Linked DNA regions of Danio rerio: region 2 is linked to region 1. A link is a contact called in public Hi-C data. All regions are on one chromosome and are shown on one strand. Each heading gives the region's core, a stretch centred on a gene start, on an enhancer-like site or on the middle of the called end of the contact. The rest is flanking DNA. Distances are from core to core; before and after follow the strand shown.

Evidence for each region. Hi-C and Micro-C count contacts between places; a contact is called where the count stands out from the background.
Region 2: a Hi-C map of hematopoietic stem cells shows a contact between it and region 1, with 3 times the contacts expected there. The contact joins the enhancer-like site here to the promoter of bambia in region 1. A contact is called at or near these places in 4 of 18 Hi-C or Micro-C datasets (caudal fin, fibroblasts, hematopoietic stem cells and 1 more) and 1 of 4 datasets of contacts at active chromatin or transcription factors (embryo).

The regions. Positions count from the first base shown.
Region 1 is chr12:25,146,476-25,152,673 of GRCz12tu, reverse strand. bambia (BMP and activin membrane-bound inhibitor (Xenopus laevis) homolog a) reads right to left here and starts at 3,248. Exons shown (of 3, transcript NM_131784.2): 1 at 2,854-3,248; 2 at 120-401. The coding sequence starts at 2,920.
Region 2 is chr12:25,494,170-25,500,367 of GRCz12tu, reverse strand. It overlaps jcada (junctional cadherin 5 associated a), which reads right to left. Exons shown (of 6, transcript XM_073918476.1): 5 at 2,151-6,160. Among named protein-coding and RNA genes, the nearest start is that of svila, 23 kb to the left of the region's middle. Within about 2 kb of position 2,792, at least 6 of the 62 cell types and tissues checked have an H3K27ac peak or open chromatin away from gene starts, as enhancers often do.

The sequences.
Region 1 (6,198 bases), core at 1,999-4,498:
TATATATCAAAACAAGATGACATTTTTGGATTCATCTCTTTAAATCATGACACAAAAAGCTAAAATATCACACAGTAGACTTATCTAGCCTTTAGTTTAGTCATATTTGAGCATCTTACCTGTTGAGTCCCCTCTGGGGTGTGTGAGGTCATGCAAACCCCTGTAGTTACACATATCATCATGGCAGCACTCCACAGGAGAGGAGCTTCCACTTGAAATGTCCACATTTTTACTAGAGCACACGTCTGCAGAGTTTAAAAGCGAATCCACGCAGCCGTGTGTTAAAGGTGAGTTTGTGTTAAGAGGGTCCAGGACCTTAGTGAAGCAAGCGTTGAGCTCTGATTTACACATGTATCCGGTGGCAACGCAGTGCGGTGCGTCACAGTAGCACCTGATCTCTCCTGCAAAACAGAAAAGCTGTGTTAGTTAAACAGAAAATAAATGTACTGAATTCGATATATTAAACCATAATACAACTGTCTCTGATGTGCTTCCAGGAAACGAAACTTTCCAAGGATTCTTGACACTAATTGTGTTAACATTTTCAGGCTAGAATCAAGTCAAACAGTGTGGGAACGCTGAGATTCCCATCACATCCCTTCCAACAGAAATGGAGCGTGTTATTAGAGAATTAAACTGTAGTATTTCTAACATCACCAAGGTTTTGAGTAACTGGTTAACTTTATGACCAGGAAGGCATTCTTCATCTCATCCAAAGAGGATGTAAGAGAGAAAAACAAAGCAACTAGTCAGACCTAATGCCAGAAAAAGGCCAAAAGAGACAGGACTAATACAACATTGTGACTAAGGGTTTGTGTCAGAACGCTAATATGTGGCCTTTCAGTTTAACACTGTAACTGTGTCACGGCTTTTCATGCAAAGGATCCTTTTAGCCTGTCTTATAAAACAGGAACCGTGTAACTTATAATTAGTGGTTTGTTTGCCAAAGTCAATTTCTTTCAACCCAAATGGAAACTCGTAAAGGGGGTGAGAGCAGGACTCCTTTTTCAGTTAGCACGCAAACTCACTTGTGGTCAAACCTGGCATTAAGTCAGAGAGTAACTTTTAAAGGGGCAGTTCACCCAAAAACATGTTCTTAGCTTTGTCCACAAGTGTCTATTCATAGCTTGTATAGCTGACATTTTTCTATATTCCTTGAATTTAATAATAAAAGTGAACCATGAATGAAATTTAGCCATTTAGCTTAACATCCTTTTAAGCAACAATCTTCTTAAGGTTTTCTCAAAATTGAGGTCAAATATTGTTATAACAACTAATAAGGTCACAGATTGTTTTAACATTCAGTACCGTTTTTGTAAGTGGACCTTTTTTACCTACCACCATGTGTGAACGTGAAACAGAACACTAAACACACATCATGACACAAACACAAATAAACACGGCCTTTGTGTTGTCGTAGGTTGCTTGTGTACACTGTCCGAGGCTGGAGTTACATGTCATCTCATTAGTGTGAGAAATCAGTTCTTCTTATCAGTTAGGTCCAATGAGTTTCTTATTTATTTTTTATGGCTGGGCTTATCTAATAATGCATAAAACCGGAGGCTAATGTTCTTGGCTGATCAATTTTTAACAAGAGGCTAGAAAATGACAAAACAAGATCTGGAGAATACTTATAACTGGAGCTGGAGGTAGCTGGTCTAAAGATGGCTTTATGTATCTACCTTAGACCAGGAACTAAAAAGCTCAAGATGGTCTCTGAAACATGTTAGCTCCTAAGCCAGCATTCAGCAGCTAGAAACACATTTAAAATTGTCCCAAGACCTTGTTTTACTTCTGAAATTAAATATTACATGCTATAGTAAATACACTTTATATCTGAAAATAGGCAACAAAACAAAATGCAATACATATTCGCTGCAATTAACCGTAGTTTTTTAACATATGAAACAAACTGAAATCACCAATATTAAAATGAACATGTTATTTTGTAAGGGCAGAAGCCGATAAACAAGTGTTAAGATGTGTAAACTATCAATTACAAAGCTGAAAACATTAAGATTTGTTCATGTTTTTGAACAAAGTCTCTTTGACTCACCAAGGCTTTGTTTATAGTATTGTTGTGAAAAAATATATTGAATTTAAGATGTTTTCTGTGTAAGTATAAGTGTGTATAATATATATATATATATATATATATTACATTTTAATTTATTCAGAACTTCCAGCATCATTACTCCAGTCTTCAGTGTCAAAATTCAGTGTAGAAATTCTAAAATGCTAAAATTATGATTAACTATTGGCGCTCATGATCATTTTTTGATCAATAAAAAGCTGAAAACTTAAAATTAACTTCTTAAACGATATATCTTTTGTACCTTAAATATATTAGGTGTCAATTTTAAGCAATTTAATGTATCATATTTGAATAAAAACTCTTTAAATTATAGTTTAAATGGCAATATCAAAAAAACGAAGCAGCACAACTATTTTCAACACTGATAATAATCAGAAAATCATCTTGAGCAATACAAATCAGCATATTACAATGATTTCTGCAGGATCATGTGACACAGAACTGTAGTAATGGCTGCTCATAATTCATCACAGGAGTACATTATATTTTATAACACATTCCTACAGAAAATCAGTTCTTTCACATCGAAATACTATTAAATATTACAGATTTTATAGTATTTATGATTCAATAAACTTAACATTAGTTATCAGAAAAGCCTTTCTTCAAAAACATGAGAAAAATACTGTTTCCAAACTTTTGACTGGTTGTGTACACATATAAACATACTTTGTGTTTGAGCGCTACAGTTTTATATGGTTTAAAGTCAGTTGAGAGTCGTGCGCGTCCAGAAGCGACTGAATAAACTTAAGAGTTACCTTTCGTGAGAAGAACAGCCATCGCACAAAGTTCCAGCTGAAACCACAGAGAAACCAGGCGATCCATTTACGGCTGCTTTTCCTTGTCTTGATACCCCGTGGCAAGACCCTCCGAATGGTTTGAGAGGACTCGTTACATATGTCCTACATTTATTACTGCATTCCCAGGGATCTGTGATCTACACTGTATCCAAAAATCAAACGGGCGCAGAAAAGGCTCGCGTCTTGTTCCATCGGAGGATCCGAAACTAGCGCGAGTGGAGAAACATTCCCCGTGTGTAACCAAACCAATCCGCCATGCGATGAAAAACACACAAACACATATAAAACACAAACGGACTCGTGAAATAACACAAACAAGTTTCCACAAGGGCAACTATCCCCGATCTCGAAGCAGCGGATCACTGATCGGAGAAATTTCACCGGATCAGTTTTTGGCTCTGTAAAGCCCTGCCCATTAATGCGTTGATTGGCCAGTCGTGCTGATAAATTTGCATACACTGTCCTATTGGCATTGGTATTGGTTCACAGAGCGGTCATACAATTTGTCTTTCCGCCTACAGATGCTGAGACAGAATCGCATGATGAGGCAGGTAGCAGGACGTGGTAAAATAATAACAGCATAATGGTTATTAAAACCGAAAGCTTTCGAAAATATGTTCGTAATATTGTACTATAATGATTTAAAGGTCAATCGAAAATATATGGGATCTAAATATTTGTCCCTGGATGTAATACCAACATAGTTGTATCTGTTTTTTTTATTTTTAGAAACGCACTTTAAAGTCCAAATTCTGCTTTGTCAGCCATATGACAGGCTGATGGAGGTGGAAACTGCAGGCCTGCACTAGAGAGTAGATGTAGGCGGGTCGGTTGGAGAAATTAGCAATCCAAAGAGGCACATGGCGCCAGCGAGACGACACAGACAGACAGTGACACTCAATTACCCCCCAGACAATCCCATGCAAAACACACAGAGCACAACGATCGATATCTCAACTGCCCTGCCCGCCCTAATGTGTTGAGCACTTTGGTCAGGGCATGTGCTTCACAATTGAAGGCATTTTTGGGCAAACTAGAACCGTAAATAAACAAATAAACGCTCTGAAGTGTGCAGAAAGGTAGCCTATTCTTAAAAATAGCCTAATTAGACACACCCGTCGAACATGCGAGGCGTTATTTGATCATTTATATTAATATTTACTATACATTTTTATAATTATTATAATTCAATGTCAAACTGGGCATATTGGATCAAAATTCTCTTTTCACTCTAAAAAATGCATGTTTCAGCATAGTGGTAAATACACAACAACTCAATTATTGAATTAATATTAGGCTAAAATTGTAATTTAATAGCTAGCCATACTCGACAGTTGTTTGCCCATATTTTACCCAAATCTTGAACATATTTTACACAAACCATATTTATCCAATAGAACAACATTTTAGAGTGATGTTAATTTATTTTGTTCTTTAATTTTTTGTATTTATTTAGGCTACAGGATACATAAAGTAACAAATCTTGACCATATTTTACCCAAACAGACAAAACCTTTTATAGTCATATGGTTAATCATTTTGTTCTTTAATTTTAATTTTTTATTTAAGTTAGGCTACAGAATACATAAAGAATAGCACATCTTGATCATAGTTTACCCAAATAGACAAAACCTTTCAGAGTGATATGGTAATTTATTTTATTATTTATATGTTTAATATTTATTTAGGCTAAACAAAATACATACAGAATAGTCGAATGGAAGACAAAAATATGTCAACAAAGTCCTCACATGTAGGCTGACTTTTATTAGCTCCATTCTGTCATTTTCAACTCTTATCTTACACAATATTATTGTATAGGCATACATTAATGCATAGTAAATATATTGAATCATGCATATTATACACTCTATGAATATTTAAACTTTAGTTCACCTGCATTTTAAGATTTTCATTTAATAAAATATCAGCTTGGGAAAAAAAGGCAATTAAAAAATGATGTCACCAATTTTTAGTTGACAGACATTTTGTGCAATTCACCATCCATTTTTGCCCCAAATATAGGTTATTTGTCTTTATTTTACCCCTTTAAAATGCAACAACAGAGAGATAATTCACTCAAAACTGAAAATTCTGTCAATGTTTAATCACCCTTCACTTGTCAGAAACCTGTCTGAGTTTCTTTCCTCTGTGGTACACAAAAGAATATATTTTGGAGAAAGCTAGACACCTGTAACTATTGACTTCAATGGTAGCGTCTTTGTTTTTCCTATTATGGAAGTCACAACCACTCAGTTATTGGGTATACATTGCATGGGCTAAAATTTGAATATAATAAGTTACTATAATAGGTGATCGGGTTTGTCCATATTTTATCCTAATCTTGATCATATTGTACCCAAATCATATTTACCCAAAAAGATGAAACCCATCATTTTTAGAGTTATATGGTAAATTATTTTATTATATTTATTAATTGTTTAAGCTACACAGAATACATACAGAATAGCAGAATGGAATAAAAAAATAGTCCTCACATGTAGAGCTATCTTTATTAGCGATATTCTGTCACTTTCAACTCTTATCTTAAACAATTTTCTTAGGCATACATTAATGCGTAAACATAATAAATCATGCGTGATATATACTTAATAAATATTTAACTTTAGTTCGTCTACATTTCAAGATTTTTATTTGATAAAATATCAACTTGGAAATAAGGCAATTAAACTATGTCACCATTTTTAGATGACAGTTTTTTCCACATTTTGAGAAATTTACCATCCATTTTTCTTCCAAATATGGGCCATTTGTCTTTATTTTACCGTTTTTAAATACAACAACTGAGGGATAATTCACTCAAAACTCTGACATCAAAAATTCTGCCATTGTTTACTCACCCTTCACTTGGCAGAAACCTGTTTGAGTTTCTTTCCTCTGTGGAACACAAAAGAAGATGTTCTGAAGAAAGCTGGAAACCTGTAACCATTGACTTCCACGGTAGCCTCTTTGTTTTTCCTATAATGGAAGTCAATGGTTTCAGACTTTCAGCTTTCTTTAAAATGTGTGCTTTTGCGTTCAATGGGGGGGGGGGGGGGGGGTCATTTGTTCATTTCATTCAATAGTGAGTAGGCTACATCTTAATTTTTGGGTGAACTATCCCTTTCTTTTATTAGACTACTTTTAACTTTGTTTTAAAAGACAAATCAATATTTAAAATGAGTCTTATTGCAAGCAAATGATTCTTGTTCCAAATATCAGTCAAGACTATTACTTTATTTTGGCCAAACTTTGTGAATTGTTACTTTCAAATTCTTGAAAGTGATTTTATTTCATTAATAA
Region 2 (6,198 bases), core at 1,543-4,042, 350 kb before region 1:
GTTAAGCTGAGGCGGGACAAATACAACACTACTGCACCTAATGTCAGCGTCCAGCATTGAGCCAACCTTTTCAAATGGATACAAAACATTTGTATAATAGGGGAAGAGTGCCACAGATGTTCTGTTTCACTGCAAACAAAGCATATTACTATCAATTAAAAAATAGCCACTGCTCCACAGAAACACTCTCATTTTTAGAAAAGCCCTGGTATTTTCAGTGGCATAAAAATGCTTTGGTTGAGACATGGCTGAGAAAATCAAGATGTATATACACATTTATAATACATTTTACATTGATTTAAAAGACAAATCAATAATATCTTTATTAATCAATGTTGCATGTGAGAAATGATGCTTTCACACCTGGCTTGTTTGGGAAATTTGATTCAGAACGTTTCTCCTGTAGCTCAGTTCAAAGCTCAGCAGATCATCAATCAGACTTTATTAAAATTTACCATGAGTTATTAACATCGAGTAGGGCTGGATGATTGATCAAATGAAATCGCAAATGCAATTATGCAAAGCTGCAAATTGTCATAAACGTCTTCATGGTCATATGATCACATGATGTGAGCAGAGGGTGCTCCTGTGAAAATCTATGAAGAAACCCAGGAAATCCCCAATGACTTTCTGTATAAACAGAAGTTTTCAGTGAATTCATTGATTACTTGCATACTCCCAGGGTTGTTTATATCGAAGTTGACATACTTCTGCATGCTGTTTGTGTTGCTCTGCTATAACACTTCCTAAACGCTAGCTGGCAATGAGGTTTTATGTTCCCTTGTGTCGAGTTTCTTAGCTGGTGTTTTGTTTTTTTCGGAAATGTTACCTTAATGTACAAGTGGCTCATACTTGCTCATTTTAAGGTGGGAACCGGTGAATGTACAACAATTTTATTCAGGTAAACCCAAAACAAAACTTTCCACCTTGAACGCCTTCACAGGACTCGACACTTGTAAACACTAGCTTCAATAGGTTCATGCAGCTCTCGGTCCCGCCCACTCTCGTCAGTGCTACTAAGCCGACCAATTACAGAGCTTGCGCTATGTGTCGTTGCGACGCGTAGTAACATTTTTTGAGAGGTGCGCATCAGCGACAGCCACGGCAAGGGCTATGCTACCACATCAGGCTGTGCGGGAGCATACAAGTGAGCTTGACACATAAGTATAAATCAGCCACACCATGTTGGTGTTTTGTAACATCTAATTTTCACGAGGTGGGCCGTTAGCCCAACGCTCAACCCTCAACCTTCAGGACCAGGACATACACACATATACTACAGACAATTTAGCTTACCCAATTCACCTTTAGTGCATGTCTTCGGACTTGTGGGGGAAACCAGAGCACCTGGAGGAAACCCACGCGAACACAGGGAGTACATGCAAACTCCACACAGAAATGCCAACTGACCTACAGTAGCTGGTGCTCAAACCAGTGAACTTCTTGCTGTAAGTTGTTATCACTACCCACTGTGCAGCCCCTTCATTGATTATCCATAACTACTCCAACACTACTTTGAAATCATCTCACATACAGTAAAGACTTAGTTAAAACTGAAGATATAAAGTGATGTTTGAGCAAAAATGTGTTATCATGTGTTGTAATTTTACATGCAGCATTAACTATAAATTAACACAGAGCCATAGTTCATTGAGAAGTTACACAACAACTGTCGCTATCACAAAAAGAATATTTTGAAACTGATTTTTGTATAGTTTATCAGTGTACTACAAGTCTGTGTAGTAAATCCAGTTCTATCTGAAAGCACATGCTGATGTTTTACTAGAACTTGAAAAAATATGCATGCAAAAGCTAAATAATTCAAAACAACTGTCCAAGACAATACAAAGATAAAATACAGACAAAATCATGATTCTTTCTCTAAAATAATAAATTAATATATAATGACAGCTACAAAAAAGCCACAAAAGTCCAATGTTGTCTCTATTGTCTTGGAGATTTTGTTTATCCATTTTCATTGATGACTAATGTAAATGAAATTTTAGAAAACAAACCAGTGCAATCTGACCAGTGACTATACTTGCATGTGACAAGTTTTGGAGCATTCAGAAATTTTGCCTTGTGGAAGCAAACATAAACAAAAATAATGTACATGTGTAAAAGCATGCAATAGGGCATAGGTGACAGACCTGAAATAAATAACTTGTCATCATCTTCTATTGCAGACACTGTATTATCCAAGTTGAACCCTTGTGGCAGTGTGATCTCTCTCTTTGCTACCATGCCACTGCGGGGATGTGGGATTGGACGTGCCATAGTCTTTGGTGACTGCCTTGATCTTGCAAGTAAAAGCACCTCAGCAGACACTTCTTCCTGAGCTGTTTCCTCATTCTCTTCTTGCATATAACTGGTCATGACAACTGCATTCTCACTGTATTGCTTCTCTTCCACTAGTGTTTCCTCCTCTTGAGCAGATTCTTGAAGTGCTTCCCCTTCTTCTTCTTCTTGGTCTGTCTCTTTGGCCAATGTGATCCTGTTTACAGTTCTCACTAATGGCTGACAGCTTTCTTCCTTTGCATAGACATTGTACTCTAGGGATGCTTTGTCATTTGTGGATGAGGGGGACAGAGAAGATAGGCAGCATGCCTGCAACTGGTCCTGTGGTGCTTCTGTTATCTCAGCATTAACTGTCTCCTTCCTGTCTCCCCCACTTACACTAAGAGTCAATTCCTCATCCTCGGTCAGTGGAAGCGACAAGCATAAGTTACTTGGAGGAAACTCTGGCAGCTCCAACATTGTGGAGACTCTTAGGCTGTGCTTCTCAGCACTAGATAAATCTTCTGTAGACTCTGGATCCTCTCCAAGTTCTACCTCTAACGCATGTCCTTGACTTTCCATAGACCTATTTGGCACTTCCTCAAACTCTCTGCAAACATTCTGTGTCTCGTCATTTAAGCTCATCTCTTTGGTTTGTGTTTCCAAAACTGTAGCATCTGTGTTTTTAAAATCCCTTTCTAATGGTTTGCCATCAACTTGATCAACAACCAAGGCTTCAACTGGCACAGAAATGCCGAGTATCCTGGCAGCACGCTGTTCAATAGACTCATTTTCAGGAATGCCTTTGGCACACTGGACTTGGTACAAGTTACTAAGGTCTTCGGTCTGCATATTGTTGGCCTTCTCTTGACTCAAAAGAGTCTCAAGATGTTCATCTGCCAAGGTCTTTTCATTACTCCAGCTCAGATAATCTGAATAAAAATGCTCATCATCATCATCCTCAAAATTAGCCTTAAACCTACAGTGAAGACTCTTGATCACATGGATACGCGATGACCTTTCTGATTTGATAACATCTGTGCTTCCTCTCCCAGCTTCCTTCTTGAGTTTTTTGGAGTTAAATGCATTATTATTGTTCAAGCTTTGAGTACCTTCAGAAAATTCAGGGCTGTGTCTGCTAAGATCTCCGCTACTGTCTGATGATGTAATCTGCAGGGTTTCACACATCTCTGAGTTGTCTGAAGGGCTGGTTAGCATAGGTGACTCAGGACTCAAGCATGTGGGAGATCCAGAGGTCACAGTGTCTGGAATGGCAGTGTATACTGTTAAACCAACATCCTTAAGCAAGCACTCCTTTGGAACAGGGATATCTTGCCGATGCATCACTGGATCATTGTCCCCCCTTTGCAGAATGTCAAAGTTAACATAATTGTCAGTCTTGCTGACAGGGATTTGTTGTGTGTGGGTGTCAAAGTTCACCTTAGTCTTGGACAAGGAACTTTTTAATCCTTTGTATTCAGGGTGGCCTCCTTTACCTGAATGGGATGTTATATTTAAGTTATTGCTTTTTAGTTGCATATCTGTGACCTGCACAACATGTGGTTGCTGGTCAATTTCCTTATTCGTGTGAGGCGGGGGGGTTTCTTGTTTTGAATTGTTGCTTGCATCACTCAGCTCCAAAACACTGTTCAATGCTTCATCAAGTTCCTTTGTATTCTGTTCAGCATTTGGAAACTTCCCAGTATGATCCTGTATCTCTTTGTTAAAAGATTCCAGCTCCCCAATAGCATCCCATTTTCTTCTGTTGACTGGTTTTAGCAAAAACTGTCCAAAAAGCTCTTGACTTTCTGATGATTGTTTAGACTTTCTCAACAAAGGTTGATGATCTGGGGATGATGGAAGTGATACGGACCGAGGAAAATGTGGGCTCCTTACACTAATTCCATTCACAGTTCTGGAGAATGCACTGTTGCTGGAGTGGTTAAGATCCTTTTGGCCTATCATGGGGTATCCATAGTTTGCACTACAGTTGGTTTCACCTTCATTATTGGTGATTGTGAAAGGGGAGGGATGGTCATTTGCTGATGAATGGGTATTTCTTGAAACTTCTGGGGAGCCTGTCTGAGTTTCCTGGTTTCGGTATTGATCTCCAGGCCAGGATCCTGCATAAAAAACTTCACTGTCTTGGCTTGGATCTAGTGACCTGGTATCTGTGATTTCTTTCTTCAAAGGGGGATTTCTAATGGAGGGGGAACTGTTGGACTGTATATGTGTCTCTTTGCTTGATGCTTTTAACATGTTTTGGTTATCTTGCTGCACCCCTGTGTTATCTTGTGAACTAATCACTTTTTGATTGTTATTTGGGTCAGAGACACTTCTGTTTGCTTGCATACTGATAGGGACAGAAACCAGGCAAAACATTGTCTCTTTGAGCTTTTTCTTTGAGTTTTTCTTGTTCTCGGCCACAGTCTTAGCCTCAAATTTCTTTACTTGTGTCACTGTCTCAATCAAACCCAGGCTTGAATTCTGTTGTGTTGTCATTTGAAGAGCAACTATATTGCCATGAGTAACTGGATGCCTGTTGCAGTTTTGATCAGGTACTGTGTTTGAACATTCTGTCTCCTTCAACGATTCTTTGTGCATGCTGTCCTCATTAATCGAATTACTAATATTGCTTTTATTTGGATCTGTGCGGTCAAAGGGTTTCTCTGTGAAAGGCAAGGCACTGTCATTAGATTTCTCAGGTATGAGGTTGACTGGAATCTCATTTCTGATGTTTCTGATTTTGTCTGCATCTGTCAGAGAGTTCCCATCTATCCCTGCTCCTGAAATGTGTCTGACACGAGGATCGTCAAAGGGAATGTACTGAACATTCCCCATCCGTTCTTCGCTGTAGCCTGGATATGCCTGTCTCCTGCAGGGCATACTTCTTCTTCCATCTCTGTAATGGTCTGGCCAAGCCATTCCGGTCTGCCTGATAAACCATTCCTGCACTTCTGTCATGGCAGAACTCTGCATATATGGGTCTCCTCTATACTGATGGTTAGCCATTGAGATAGGATAAGTTCTGTGCCCTCCTTTAATGACAGGCTGCCTTCTGTAGGATGGAGGGGGGATGTAACCAGGGGGCTCTGCGCCAGAGCCGCCTAGTTCTTGTACAAAGTATTCTTGCCTTGAGAAGGGGAGCGGAGTTCTGTCTCTCGCACGTGGGGCGAGCTCCCCTGTGAGCATCTCTGCACTCCCACGCATCTGCTGGTGTGCTTCGTAAGAAGGAGGTCTGAGTGGTCTGCTGAATCTGGGTTTTGATAATGGTGCAGACTGGGCACCTGATCGGTCAGTCCAACGTTGCCTGTTCTCTCCATCAATATGTCGTCCATGAGGGTCTCTTATGTGGTGGCCATTTAACTTAAAACCCCCATAAGAATCTTGCCCAGCAGTTGGTATGCTGAAGTATTGGAGGCTTTCAGATTGCATTCTGGGCAGTGACTGCGACTTGTTTTTGGTTCTAGGTGGAACAGCTCCTTCTGCAGTTCTTGGCCTGCGTTGATCATGTGCCACCTCGTTTTCAGATGGCTGGCGGCTCATGCTGGTCATTGGACGCCACTCCTCTGTTCCCAAACTTTGGTACTTCCTTTCAGCAGCGATTCTCCACTGGTGTAGGGCCATCTCTCTCTCTCTGGCACGTGCGCTCTCAGCCCGCCGTTGTCTTTCACGGTTATGCTCCTCTGTGCTTAAGGCAGATTCGGGTCTCCGCTGCATACCCTCTGGTTTGTTTGCAACCCCTCCTCCTCCACTTCCACGTGGGTCCCTGAAGTCTGCATAATCCAAAAGCACACTAAAGTCCTGACCTCTTCTCCGCCAGTAGGACACATCCTGCTCAGATCTAGGCTGAGAGTGTATTCCTCTGTGGGCTTCAAAAAACCTGCATCAAACACATATAGATGGAAGTTAATAAATATA